3 separate regions of the Mus musculus genome follow, and all the other regions are linked to region 1. Evidence: chromatin contacts called from public targeted proximity ligation data. All regions are on one chromosome and are shown on one strand. The core of a region is the stretch at or near the end of the contact, and the rest is flanking DNA. Distances in the headings are between cores, read along the strand shown.

Evidence for each region.
Region 2: a targeted proximity ligation map of extraembryonic endoderm stem cells shows a contact between it and region 1. A contact is called at or near these places in 3 of 484 Hi-C or Micro-C datasets (bone marrow-derived dendritic cells, bone marrow-derived macrophages and liver), 1 of 130 datasets of targeted methods (extraembryonic endoderm stem cells) and 4 of 9 other capture datasets (adipose tissue, embryonic stem cells, liver and 1 more).
Region 3: a targeted proximity ligation map of extraembryonic endoderm stem cells shows a contact between it and region 1. A contact is called at or near these places in 1 of 484 Hi-C or Micro-C datasets (liver), 13 of 130 datasets of targeted methods (the NIH/3T3 cell line, bone marrow-derived dendritic cells, embryonic fibroblasts and 4 more) and 4 of 9 other capture datasets (adipose tissue, liver, macrophages and 1 more).

What each region holds. Positions count from the first base shown.
Region 1 is chr19:32,156,034-32,158,572 of GRCm38.p6, reverse strand. The region is part of intron 6 of Sgms1 (sphingomyelin synthase 1); the gene reads left to right. Among named protein-coding and RNA genes, the nearest start is that of Asah2, 54 kb to the right of the region's middle.
Region 2 is chr19:32,360,255-32,362,793 of GRCm38.p6, reverse strand. The region is part of intron 1 of Sgms1 (sphingomyelin synthase 1); the gene reads left to right. Among named protein-coding and RNA genes, the nearest start is that of Sgms1, 27 kb to the left of the region's middle.
Region 3 is chr19:32,342,831-32,345,369 of GRCm38.p6, reverse strand. All of the region lies in intron 2 of Sgms1 (sphingomyelin synthase 1), which reads left to right. Among named protein-coding and RNA genes, the nearest start is that of Sgms1, 44 kb to the left of the region's middle.

The DNA.
Region 1 (2,539 bases), core at 28-2,527:
CTGAGTTGCCTGAGCCCAAGTATGGCTGGCTATTAAAAGGAGTCATATTCCATCAAGAAAACAAAATGCAGGTGGAGTGTTCCTGTTGAACTTTTCTGAGTGGTTTCCTGGTGTTGGATAAAGTCTCTCAGCTTATGAAGTCATGTGTCTTCAAGCAGAAGGAGTAGGCCCCTGCTGGCTTTGCCAGGGGACCCTCGTCCCTGTGAGAAGTCACTGACATAGCAGCCACGGGTTTACTTGGATCTAGCTTGACAATTTTATAAGTGAAGTAGAAGTTTGAATAGAATTGATGGGCTATGCTACCGTGGAGGTGTTGGAGAAAAAAAAGGAAAAAAAAAAGTTTTGCTGTTGTTGTTGCTGCTGCTGCTTCTTCTGCTACTTTGGTTTTAAGAGAAGCTGGTTTCAGAGAGAGTGATGTTCAGAATTCCTGACATGCATGCTGTTGTTGACTGACACATTTTAGTCCTGTTTTTCCCTTAGGAACATTTTAACATTTCCCCTTTGCCCCGTTAAAGGTCCATTGAAAATATTTCCCACGCTCCTCAAATTATGCTACCTATTTTTTTTTTCCCTTAAAATTTGCTTTATTTTTTGTGAGTTTACTTTCTGGGTTTTCCATCAAAATTTGTACACACAGGCAATTTTACTGCCCCAGAACATAACTCGGTCAGTCAGACTGAGTCCTTCACAGAACTGCGGTGTTTTATCATTTCAGTCTTGCTCTGAGGAAACGTTCAAATCACAGGAAGAGTTCATTTAAAGGTTTTCTTTTTCTAGCAGGGAAATTTTTCACAAAATTGAACTTTCTAACTCTAAACTCTTTAAACTTTCTAATTCGGTATTCTCCTGGTACTTATGGCCAACACCGCGATCATTTATTTACTTATTTATTCAGATTCTCCAGCAGCAGTAAACCAGCTGGGATGTGTTCCGCAAAGCTAACTCAGAGCAGGCCTGGGTCCTTGCTGTGGCTGTGGCTTTTCATTCGAGGGGCCTTAGATGAGCCCTTTCATCTCAGGAGCCTAAGCCTGTCCAGCAAACAGCAGCTTCCCAGGCAAGGCTTCTGCTGCCCTAGAAAACGTTTGAAACTGGCCCTGACTTTGCTGGGTAAGGCACTGTGATGGAATTTGAGTTTATGTATCCTGTTTAGGCCTCTGTAAGGCCCTCACTTCAGCTTTTTCCTTTGGAAGCAGATTGTCGCCCTAAGTGTCCCCAACCATGACTGTGTCCTCTGTCCTCTCCCAGTACTGGTATGTTGCACTCCAGGCATGGGTGGGGCCGGGCAGGGCGGGGCACTGATAGTGTAGGAAGTATAAGGGGAGGAGTATCTTCCCTGGCTCTTATCAGAAAGACAAAACCTTTTGTACTATGACGTTGATACGACAACCCAACACCTACTCGTTTCTAGTTAACTGGCTATGTGACACTTTTTTTCTCTGAACCATTTTGGAAACATGGGTGTTCTCCTTAACTTTCCTTGTGTTTGACTCCTATGAGTTTGGCCCCTCTCTCTGGAGTCCACCAGCCATGAGCCATTTAACTCAGCCCCTCAGAATCAGAGCTGTTTGGCTGGTATTAAGTTCCCAATAAAGCCCAAATTCCCCCCAGATGATTCTGACTTTAAGAATCCCAGAGTCCGTTTCATGCCAGCCTGTTCCTTCTTCCTTCGGACTTTCTATCTTTGGAGAAAAGACAAAGTTGTCAGGAATAATGTACTAATTGGAAAATGAGACCGCTGGTATAATGGCCGATATCCACCAGCACCAAGCCCTTTAGAACCAGGCTTTCAGGGCTCTGGATACCTCGATTCTGAATCTGTGACATTCAGCTCTGTCTTATATTGTATACAGTTGTCCTTCACTGTGAAAGTAGGTTCTGAAGTTTTTGGTTTTTAAAATTGTAAATAATGTTGTCTCCCCATTTAGAATTGGACTTTCAAGCCACTGACTAGGAAAAATTCCCGGGAAATCTCTGCCTTTGTGTCAGACTTCACTGCAAACCAGGTACCCCTTGTTTTAAGAAAGCACCATGACGAGCATTCTGAGCTTGCAGACTGTAGAGCCGAGGCCTGGGACTCTGTGTATGGCTCTCCGCTAACACGGAGGCTCCTGCATGTTCCCTGCGGCCCCACTCTGTGAGGACATTGCCAACCCTTGACAGAGAAGGTGGCGCTGTAGTGTTCAAGTCAGGTTTCCTTACTAGGCTGAGTGTGTAATCTGGGTGCCTCAGACTCTCCTCGACCAAAACCAGATCTGTGAGCTAAGTTTCCTAACGTGGTCTCCGTCTCCACCAGCGTCCCTCAGCCCCATCTCTAGAAACACAGATCAAACTCATTTAGCATTGTCCAGATGACTTCCGTCAGTTCTGTTTGTAGGCATGTCTCTCTTTTCACTTCTAACTGGGGATCCACACTGTGGAATCAGATGAAGCTCAAGGCTCTCCACAATAGAATTTAAGTCTGACCTTAACGCCGTTCCTCCAAGTCTCTGTAAACACCTGAAGCTCACATCACTTTCCATTCTGTCAATTTTATATCTCT
Region 2 (2,539 bases), core at 19-2,518, 200 kb before region 1:
CCAACTGGGGACCAGGTGTTCAAACAGCTGAGCCAATGGACATTCAAACAAACCCAGAGGGGCCAAAGCTAGAGTGCCAAATGCTTTAACCAGCCATGCCTATATATGGAAGCTTCCACAAGCCCCCAGGCAAGTGGTTATCAGCCTTCCTAACGCCTCCACCCTTTAATGCGGTTCTTCACGTTATGGTGATTCCCCCAACTGTAAAAAAAATTTATTGCTACTTCATATCTGCAGTTTTACTGCTGTTATGAATTGTGGTGCAAACATCTGTGTTTTCGAGTGTTCTTAGGCAACTCTTGGGAAAGGGTTGTTTAAACCCAAAGGGTTCACTTTCCTCAGATTGAGAACCACTGCCCTAGGCTGTGCTCAGTCACCTGGAAGCTCTTCACCCCGTGCTTCTAGTAAGTCACACAGCCGGAAGAAGAAATCTGTACTTTAATCCGGATAGTTTGTAAATAGACTTTTTTGTTTTTTGGTGGTGGTGGTGGTGGTGGTGGTGGTGGTGGTGGTGGTGGTGGTACAGAGTTTCCTTATGAAGCCCCTCACCACCTGGCCCTTTCCCCTCACCTACACACACTTTCTCTTCCATACCACTCCATGTGTGTCTTCTGGCAGCAGATGCGTGGCAGGCAGTTCTCCAGCATTGCACAGCTACGAAGATGCTGCAGCTACCATAGCTTAAGGACTCAGCCCCACAAGACTGGCTCCCATTTCAGGTTCCTTTGCCCGTGTTTCTAACTGACTAGTTCTGCACCAGGCCTTGCTAGCCCCCCGACCCCTCTCAGGTGTCACTCATTTGCACATTAACGCAGGGAAACACTTAGGTTTGCTGGTTTATCATAAAGGACATCATAGAAGAAACAGATGCTTCTCTTAATGGAAGTGCGTGAGCGCAAAGGCGCCATGGCTGTGACAAACCGCATCTTGTGGTCAGGTCTTTGGGATCGGTGAAGAAGGAATTGGAGGATTGTGGCCGTGGGATTGACAAACCCACGAGTTTTATGAGCAGAGCTTACTCAAGACCTTCTGAAGGGAAGCAAGGACTCGTATCTGGAGCTGCCTGCTAGAGGCCGTTGATGTTCGATTTGACAAAGAATCTGTCCTGAAAGCTTGAGTGAAATTGAAGCAAAAAATGATGGACTGTTTGGCAGAGGGGATTTCAAGAGAAAATGATAGATTGCATTGTGGTTATTGCACACTGCATTTACTGAGATTTAAAGTGTGCAAGAGAGCAGAAGACAGAATAGAAACAGGAAACATGTAGTCTGGGAGGGAGAGGGATGTGAACCTAGCTAAAGTTGAAGAGAGGATGTGGTGCAGACAACATGGCTGTAATTGTTAAAGAAATTAGTGTCATTAAGGAGGAACCTGGGTTTTGCACTGTGACCATAGGAAAGGTCACTTGAGAGTAAAACCTCTCTTATCAGAGTTTCAGGGTGCTGCAGTACAAATTGAGCTGGAAAGCTACTGCCTTAAAAGACAGAGCCGTCAGAGGATCCTGCTGGAAAATGGCTGTCCTGAGGGCCACACATTTGAGGAATTATCTTAAGTCTCAGAACAGACTTTGGACTTTGAACCTTGTGGAAACTGATAAAACTATAGGGATGGGCTGGAGAGTTGGCTCAGCAGTTAAAAGCAGTAGCTGTTCTTGCAGGGAACCTAGATTTGAACCTTGGCACCCATGTGGCAGCTCAGAACACTTTGTAATTCCAGTTCCAGGGGGTCTGACACCTTCTTCTGGCCTTCTTGGGTACCAGGCATACACATGGGGGGGACAGACAAACCTGCAAGCAAAACACTTGTACATGTTCAATTGATTTCATTAATTAAAAGAAGATGATAGGGACCTTTGAAGTTGGACTTAAATGCTTGTTTAAAGCATTATGCCATGGCTCTGAGTCTGTGGGGGCCAGGAGCAGAATATTATGATGCAGATATAGCCACAGGTTCTCGTGGTTGAACATTTGGTCCCCAGCTGATGGGCGGTGCTGTTGTAGAAGTGGAGTCCAGGCTTGGGGCATGGGGAGGGGCTGAGCTTTGTAGCCCAGCTCTGCTCTTTGTCTTATCTCTGCTTTCTGGTCCATATGGAAGTGAGTAAGTAGCCTGTAACCGCTAGCACAGCCACTTCTCCCATCATGCCTTCCTCACTATGGACTGTGTGTACCCTCAAAGTGTGAGCCCAAATAAGTCCTTCCCCTCTTACAGTTGATGCTTACAAGCTTTTGGTTATAGGAACAAGAGCAGCCCTTCTGACTGGTGTGGATCATTGCGTGTATCTGATTGGTACATCACTGTGATTTTGATTTGCATTCCCTAATAGTGGTATTGGACATTTGTTGCTTATATATCTTCTGCTCATATTTTCTGTTGTCACTGTCATTATTGTAATCCTCTTCCAGGTGTTTCTTATACCATACTATTTATGGTAACATAGCTGCCAACCTATCCCTGCATATTCTAAAGATCAAGGAATAAGGAGAGGAAGGGGGTGAGGGGAGACTCGACACACAGACATATGACTGTATGCTTGTGTGTT
Region 3 (2,539 bases), core at 25-2,524, 190 kb before region 1:
TACAACTAACTATAAAGAGCTTCCTGTCTCTGGCACAGCTTTGCTAAGTTTAAGTGGTGAGGCTCACATGAAAGTATGTATTTTGCAAGTTGTCAAGCTTGATGTAGAATGCAATATTGTCTTCTTTTAAAAGTTTAGGCTATTGTTTTTGTTGTTTTGTTTGTTTGTTTGTTTTAAAGGGCCCAGTCCCTATGTGCTATTCCTTACCTGGTGGTTTATCTTGTTTTGTGTAAATAGGACCCACGAATGCCTTGTTTTAGCAGCTTGGCTACATTGCATCTTGATTTAAAAAAAAAAAAATCAGTCACTTTTTAAAGACATGTATGAGTAACCACAGCTTTATACAGGAGGGTTCTGGCAGTATTTTAACACATACTACTTTCATCTTGAAGGACTCACACCTGGAGCCATCCCTTGTTGTGCTGTGGGCGGTGCTGTGGGCGGTGCTGTGGGCGGTGCTGTGGGCGGTGCTATGGGCTTGCTGTTTCTTTCTTAGGTCCTCTCTGAGTAGTCCATGTGTATCATGTCTCTGATTGGCTTTCCTCCTTTCCCCAGCCCATATTCTGATTTTTCTTCTTTTACCTTCTAATTTTGCAAGCTTTCTAACAACTTGCAAATGGGAGGTAAGACTTCTGAGCTGCTGTATACCTGAGAGTGTAACACTCATGTATAATTGATTGCCTGGCTAGGTGTAGAGTTCCTGGCTGGAAATCACTGAGCTGTTGATAGGAAGGGCGTTGCTCACCTCCTAGCATTCCGGCTCCTTGTGAGAACACTAGCGCCTGCCGATTCTCAGTTCTTTACAGGGTCTCTTCTATTGTGTCTTTTGACATCGTTCATGAAAGCATTCAGCAGTTTAATGATCACCTGCCGCGATTGGGATGTGCTTTTTCGGTTATGTTTGTTTGTCTTTTGCTGGTGTCCAAAGAGCACTGTGATGATGAGTTTACCAAGGTGACAAAAACTAGGAGCAATTGGGAAGAGAGCCTCCGAGAGGGAGGGGGTGGCTCCGGTTGGCGCTGGGCCTGTCTGCGGAGGATTTTTCTTAATTGGTTAACTGAAGCAAGAAAACCCAATGTGGGCTGCACCCTTTGCTGGTGCGGGGTCTTGTTTAAGGAGAGACTTACTTAGCTGAGTACAGAGTATGGTGTTTCTTCTCTCTGCTATTGCTTTGTCAAGTGGCTGTTTATCTTGAGTCCTCAGGCAGACTCACCTGCAGGGAGGGACTGTAGGTAGCATGGAGTTGTGAGCCCTGCTTCTGTCTGCGCCTGGGCAGAGCTCAGAAAGGCACAGAGTTCACAGCACCAGGAAGGAGCCGCTCATTCCTTTTGTTTTTATGTTCCGGGCTGCAGTATTGGCTTCCCTCATTGTCTATTCAGCTTCCTTCTGGACCTGCTGTAGGATGTTTGACTTGCCTCTGAACGCCTCTTCCCAAAGATAACTTACATTTTTCTTGGAACCCTTCTAAAGTTGTTAATTTATCAGGTTTATTTTATTTTCAGTTGCTGATAGCCCCTGAGTGGTCTCATAAACTAAGTAGATATTCAGAGATTAACTTTTTTACCTTTGAAATTTTATTTTTCTGCACCATTTTTTGCTTCAAGTTGCACTTTTTCCCCTTTCTTTTGTCTTTCACGTTAGATGTTTTATATGCCTGATGGTTTTGGAATGTCTTTTCTGAGGCAGAATGGGGCTCCACATATTAGAAGATGTGTCTTATTTTGGTCTGCTAAGTCTATTGTCTTCATTTTTCACCTCTAAAACATCTTGAAGATTTTACTATCTGGTTTCTGCTATCTTTGTTCTAGAAGATTTATGCCTTTTTCAAAGAAATAATGGTTTTTGTGTTGAGAATTTTGAAGAGAGGCACTAAATGTATTTGCTCATTTAACTTAAAGTCCATTTGGAAGTCTTAAAAACCTAAACCCAAACCAAATAAACCAACGACAAAAGGAGGTCAGGATTTGCAGCATCAGGCTTTGGTCAAACGCACTTGCAGGGCGAGCATCCACTCTAACTCTATTTCAAGGTGTGGTATACGTTTAGATGGTCCCAGGAGAATACTGGCTTCTTGTTAAGTCTGCAACAGCTGCCTCGCCTTTTTGGGCTCAAGGCTTTTTATGTCAGGGCCTTAAGTACCAATAAATGTGTAAATGATAATTAGGCCTCCTGATTAAAAAAAAATGCTTAAAAAGATTCTTATTGATGTTTCTAAAATGAATTTTCCAGAGGCTAAGCATATAATCCTTAGATTAAAATGCAGCAGACACACTAAGTTGTTTCCCATAACAAGCAGAATAATAGACTTTAAATCTATTTGCTGCTGACCACCCACAAAGGACATTCCTAGCCCAAAGAGATTAGATATAAATACAGCCCAGGGAGCTGGGCTAAACTTGTGAGTTTTATTCATAGAGAATGCTCCCACAAAGCACACAGTCTCAGACTACCAATGGGTAGGGAAAGGAGTTTTAGCTTTAATTCTGAGAGCAGGTCTCTGCATATATGAAGCAGCTTTAGGAGGACAGAATGGTTTTTT